Linked DNA regions of Ovis aries: region 2 is linked to region 1. Evidence: chromatin contacts called from public Hi-C data. All regions are on one chromosome and are shown on one strand. Each heading gives the region's core, a stretch centred on a gene start, on an enhancer-like site or on the middle of the called end of the contact. The rest is flanking DNA. Distances are from core to core; before and after follow the strand shown.

Region 1 (3,047 bases), core at 393-2,892:
TCTGCAGGGGTTTATTTTCAATCCTTGTCATGCCTGCTGCATGGCCCAGCCAAAATAATAATGATGATTCTTGCGTCATTCATTTTTTTTCATGTTTATTTGGCTGCCTTGGGTCTTAGCTGTGGCATGTGGGATTTTTTCTTGGGGAATGCGTACTCTCTAGTTGTGGCAGGAGGGCTCAGGGGTTGAGGTACTTGGGCTTAGTTGCTGGGCATGTGGGATCTTAGTTTCCCTTCCAGGGAATCAAGCCTGCATTCCCTGCATTCCAAGACAGATTCTTAACCACTGGAACACTAGGGCAGTTCCTCTTGCTTCATTCTTTCTCAATTCAGGTACCCACTGAGAACCAAAGAAATTGTTTTTTCACCTGCCAGATCAGTAAAGAAAGAATGTTGCCCACCATCAAGCTACCAGTTGCTGCAGCGCCCTGAGGGGAGTTTGGGTTGGAGAAAAGCAGGATACTGGACCGAAATGTTTAAGATACATATCTAAGGAATCGTTTCAATGAACGCAGACTTTTGTATCTTCCCATACATAATAAGTGGCTTCCCTGGTGTCTCAGTGGTAAAGAATCTGCCTGCCAATGTAGGAGGCGTGGTTTTGATCCCTGCATTGGAAAGATCCGCTGGAGAAGGATTCTTGCCTGGTGTATTCTTGCCTGGGAAATCCCAAAGACTGAGAAACAGGGGTCGCAAAGAGTCAGACACGACTGAGTGACTGAACTGAACTGAACTGAGAAGCCTGGTGGCCTACAGTCCATGAGGTTAAAAAGAGTCTTGCACGACTGAGCCACTAAACAGCAGCAAGCATACTAAAGATCATTAATTTGGGATTTCTGGCTTTTGCAATTAGCAGTAGTCTTCTGCGGTTCAACTGCATGTTTTTGCTTTGTTTTTCAGCAAAAACTCCTGTATTTCCTGGTTCTTCTCTTACCTCTTCAGAACAGTTCCTCAGAGCTATCTGAGAGGCTGTCAACCAAGTTAGAATCTTCAGGAAGTCCCCCCAATAAAGCATAACTCACAACTTTTAGGTCATGCATTTTTCTTCAGTCAACACTCCCTTGCTTCAAAAGTTCTCTTCAAAAGAACATAGTCTGGGCATTTTCTTGACTGATTTTCTGTTCTCTTTTGCATCTCCATTCAGGACTTATGAAACTAATTTTCCCATATTAATTTATATATTTCATATATGTTTATCCTGCAGTTTTTCAAATCAGCATTTACTTAGTACACACAAAAAGCCATTCTGACATTTTTATGTTTCCAAAGAGTCATCTGTGACCAGTTCGATTTCTCATACTAAATATTTTTAGAATATACATTCCTCTTAGAATTGGGCCTTCTCCCAAAGAGAGGAATTTACGTTTGCAAGGCCCTCTGAATCAAATGTGCATAATATTCACATTTTCCTTTTTTCTTTCTTTACTATTTTGTGGGCAAATTAATGTTGCAGTATGATACACCTGCAGAAATAAATAAATCACAGACATAGAGATGATAATTCTCAAAGTAAACATACTGCATAGGAAAATCTAGGTCTGGAGACAGCATTCTCAGAATCAGGAGTCTCATAGAGGCCTTGTGGACAGGAATGTTGCCTGCCACATCAGTAAGTGAAGAATGTGGTACGAGGCCTTTAAGTCATCAGCCAGCCCAGCCATCCTGTGTACCCCGAGGGGATTCAGGAAGGAAAACAGCAGGACACTGGCCCTGTACGGTTCAACTGCTTCAAAGGAAGGATTTCAATGAGCCCAGACTCTTGCATCTTCCACACACAGAAAGGCACTAAGTTCATTAACGTAAGATGTCTGATTTTCCTTAATTAACAGTAATCTTTTGAAGTTTGACTACCTGGCATAAAGTCTGGCTCGCTCCTTACCTCTTTGTAACAGTCTATCTGAGCTATTTGAGAGGCTGTCTCCTGGGTTTAAGTCTTCAGTGTGTCCACACAATAATAAATCTCAACTTTTAGGTTGCACATTTTTTTCAGTGAACAGCATCTTGCAGTCAAAACTCTTCCTAACAACCATCCTGCCTGACTTCTACCACCATAAATTCACATCTAACTTTAAGAAGCATAAATAATCCAGCATGCTTGTAATAGATGGAAACATAAATATACATAGAATAAGTATATCTAACTAGTGGTTGTACTTCATCTCCATTTATTTCTGTCAACCTTCTTGATAACCCTATGAGCTATGTCCTCCCATTTTCCTAATTTTCAGATAAAGAAACTAAATATTAGAGCAAACACAGCATTTTTTTAAGGCCACCCAGACAGTTAATGGAAAAAGTGTAATTGTAAGCAAAATTGTAAAGCAGTTATCCTCAAATTAAGAATAAATAAAATTTAAAAATAGCATAGTGATAGCATAGAGAGAGATGAAAACAAATTATATCCATCAAATATTTACTGAATGCTTACTGTGCACCAGGAATGAGGGAATGAAACGACACACAGTACAGATTCTTGTTCTGTCCTCTTACAGGTTTATATCTTTGCAACTAGAACTCTAAGAGGACGCCCTAAGGTAACCTTTCCTCCTCACGCTACTGGAACATCCAAAGTAGAGACACCAGTCTCAGGTTGCCCTCATACACTTAAAGCATCCACCTGAGCTCAGGAGGATTTTGAAAGCTTTGTAAACATTCTTTCCCCAGCCTGCTCTAAACCTGAGCCTAGAAAGAGGTTAGGACCACAAAAGCAGAAGTGTGCTAAAACACATCAAAGACAAAGATGAAAATGAAGGAGGACGAGGAAGAGGGGGGGGGAAAGCAGCAACAGCAAGAGGGCCTGAAGCTCCCATATATTCATATAATCATTCATCCAAGCACTTAAAAGAAATGAATCATTAAATGGTTTTTTATGATATGTCTTCATTGTTTTAGCACTGAAAATACAGAGATGGAAGATGGGCTTCTAGAAGTTCGAGCTCACGGATAAATTAACAGACTCTGCATGTTGGTGAGTAACTGTAGAACATCACACCTGTTCAGAAAGCCTTTCACCGGCTCAGGTGCACCAGTGATGTGGTCACACGGATA
Region 2 (3,047 bases), core at 251-2,750, 79 kb after region 1:
ATGTGGATTGATAAAGGCATTTTCCATGGACATATTTCCATGGAAGTATGTCCATGGAAAAAAAATATATGTATTTTTCCTGAAAGAGTGTAAAAGGAGCTGAGAATTCGGCCTTCCATTTGGAATTCTCTGGGAAGTCCATGAGATTTGTTTCTGCTGGTTTTTACCTCATATGAGAATCTACCAGCGCCTGTGATCTCCCAGCTCTGAACCTCTGCTTCCCTAACACGCACCACTCCTAGGATTCCAGTTCGCCGAGACAGGGACCGAAAGTTCCAGAGAACTGAAGGGAGAGTGCTTCGAGGTCAATCGCTATCTGTGACATCCCTAGGTGGGCTGCCTCAGTGGGAAAATATGGTTCATTTATTTCACTTCTGTTGACTCAGGGAGCAATTTTGAAAAAGACATTCACTGCTAAAAAGCAAAGAATTGACAAAGTGTGTCCTCGTGTCAGGAATAATAGGTTCAAGGGTTATATTACTTTGGGTTAGTATTTACAAGGGTTAGTTTACTTTGAGGGATTGTTAGGAAGTGAAGGGTTGTTGAGAGTGTTGGTATTTGAGGCAAAGCCCCAGGTGAAAGCCAACCCCAGGAATTTCAAAAATCCAAAGTAATGAGAGTGAGAGTGAAATAATCAGGAGGTGATCTGATTGTACTTTCAAAAATCCTTTCCTTGTTCTGTGTATGGTATGACTATATGCACATGTGTTTATTGCAGAAAATTTGTAGGATAACAGTAAACAGAAAAGATCACCTAAATATTAATTGTCATCACTACCACCTAAAGAAAACCATTGTAAGAATTTTGTTTATATTTATTCCAATCTTTCCCATCCATTGAATTATTCTTTATCAGTTTGATAACATTTGAGGTAAATTGACTGAAATTAATTTCTACAACCTCATTAAAATGATCTAAAGGTCATTGATCAAAATTACATTCTTTGTATATTATACCTAGAGACATCCTGGTATTTATACTTTTCCATAAGGAATTTTTTAAGAAAAGTAATCAAGGAAAGGGGAACCAAGATCAGTGTTTATCATCAAAATTCAATTTGTCAATGTGGAATAAAACAACTAGAAATAATGTTTTTATTGATCTAAAAATGGGAATCAAAAGAAAAAAAAACATTTAGGAAATCTAAAGAGATTTGAAGCTTAGAAACATGTCCCAATGAATTTTATATGTAACCTGCAATGATCTGCATACTTTATAAGTGGAATTGCTATTCTTGGATCACTTTGAAGGTGATGAAATAAGTACCAGTGACTGTGTGAGTCTAGGAGTTTGTTCTAGAGGACAGGGGTTAAAGGTCCTTGCTAACGTCATGTTGAGCCTGTAAAGATTCTGTTATCCTAAGAGTGTTTACCTAAGCCCTAAACTGGTGGGTTTTACTTGTGATGCTCTGGGTTATTTGGGTAGATATCGATCAGAGATAGTGTCCTCACTGGACCTCCCCAGAAAGAGTGTAAAAGGAGCTGAGAATTCTGCTTTCCATTGGGAATTCTCTGGGAAGTCCACGAGATTTATTTCTGCTGGTTTACTTCATATGAGAAGCTACCAAACTCTTCCATCTCCCAGCTCTGAACCTCTGTGTCCCTAACACGCATCACCCCTAGGAGAACAGGTCACCGAAAGAGAGACCAAAAGTGCCGGAGAACTGAAGGAAGAATGCTTCGAGGTCGGTCGCTGTCTGTGACATCCCTAGGTGGGCTGCCTCGGTGGGAAGCCGGACTTCCTGTGGAGAATTTACTGCTCTTTGAAGTCTCTTGGGAAGTGACCAATAAAGGTTTGTACTGCCCCTGAGGCATCTATTTGCCAGATCACTGGAGAATGTAGATTAGGAATTCACAGAACTCACTCTAGTGAGAATGAACTGCCCTTGTGAGTGAGGAAAGTATTCAAACCTAATACAGGTTTAGACGAGGTTTAACCTTGTCTATTTCAACAGGCAATGAAAACTTACACTGCTCTACGTGTTGAAGGGAGAGACAACTGAAAATATCAGTCTTGGTCAGGAAATGCGCATTTAAATCAAAATTACAAATTCATGTTATGACAAAACAGAAATATAGAATTAATATTTACTTTTTGGGTTTCATGATTATTTTTTTCAGGAACAAAGTTCAGTTTTGTAGTTTATTTTAGGAAGAATTGCACCTGATCTGGACTAATTAGAAATTTCAACCCCTGTTAAAAGGATCTGAAATACACATGTGCTCTGTTCCAACTATGTGAAATATTTAATAACATTTCTAATAATTCAAGATTAGCTTGGAATTAAAGTTTTAACTTAGAAGAAGTTCTGAAGGTATAATATTGACCTCCTATTAAGAAGAATGCATGTAGTTTTTTCTTCAATACTATATAAACATAGAAATTATAAGATAAAGGAAATCAAATTAACAAAATTGGAACAATTTCCTAGTAAAATATAACCTCTTTTATGCTGGATTAGAGAAGGCAAGGCAGAGAACTGTGACCTAAACTTTTTTAATGAAAAAGGTACCTGTAAAATTCTTAAAAAACAATTCCTTGTGGATTGATAATGTCTAGTTTAAAAGTCTCAAGACTATTACTACTAATATTGAGGGAATATTGGTAGAGAAAAAGCAACAGTTGTGCAGATTGAGTTTTTCAAGATCAAGGAAAACCAGCCCAAATGATTGTTGGATGAAGGCAGTGATAATGTGTGGAATTTAAAGGATCTGAAATGAAAAGATGTGATGTGATCTATTATATATTCAATTTGGGGGAAATTATATTTTTTGTTTTTGTTACTTATAACATGTTTATTGCAATAATTTAAAGGATCTGAAACATACACGAATGTGAAAATTACATCTTCCTTTTAGCTAATCAGAACCAGCAAAACCTCAAAATCAAAGAAAGTACATTTAGCATCTGTTCTGATTTTTACCTTATGCTATGTTCATTCTTACATGTATACATTCATAAAATTCATAAACTCATAAATAAAAATAAATTCTTCCTAGGTAGAAATGCACAGAATGAATGTAAGAGAACAAAGCACTGTCTTCCT

What was found. Hi-C and Micro-C count contacts between places; a contact is called where the count stands out from the background.
Region 2: a Hi-C map of liver shows a contact between it and region 1, with 5 times the contacts expected there. The contact joins the promoter of GYS2 here to the enhancer-like site in region 1. A contact is called at or near these places in 7 of 16 Hi-C or Micro-C datasets (hypothalamus, liver, mixed tissues and 3 more).

What each region holds. Positions count from the first base shown.
Region 1 is chr3:194,098,824-194,101,870 of ARS-UI_Ramb_v3.0, forward strand. No RefSeq gene overlaps it. Among named protein-coding and RNA genes, the nearest start is that of LDHB, 16 kb to the right of the region's middle. Within about 2 kb of position 1,643, at least 4 of the 54 cell types and tissues checked have an H3K27ac peak or open chromatin away from gene starts, as enhancers often do.
Region 2 is chr3:194,177,677-194,180,723 of ARS-UI_Ramb_v3.0, forward strand. It overlaps GYS2 (glycogen synthase 2), which reads left to right and starts at 1,501. Exons shown (of 16, transcript XM_004006794.5): 1 at 1,501-1,793. The coding sequence starts at 1,676.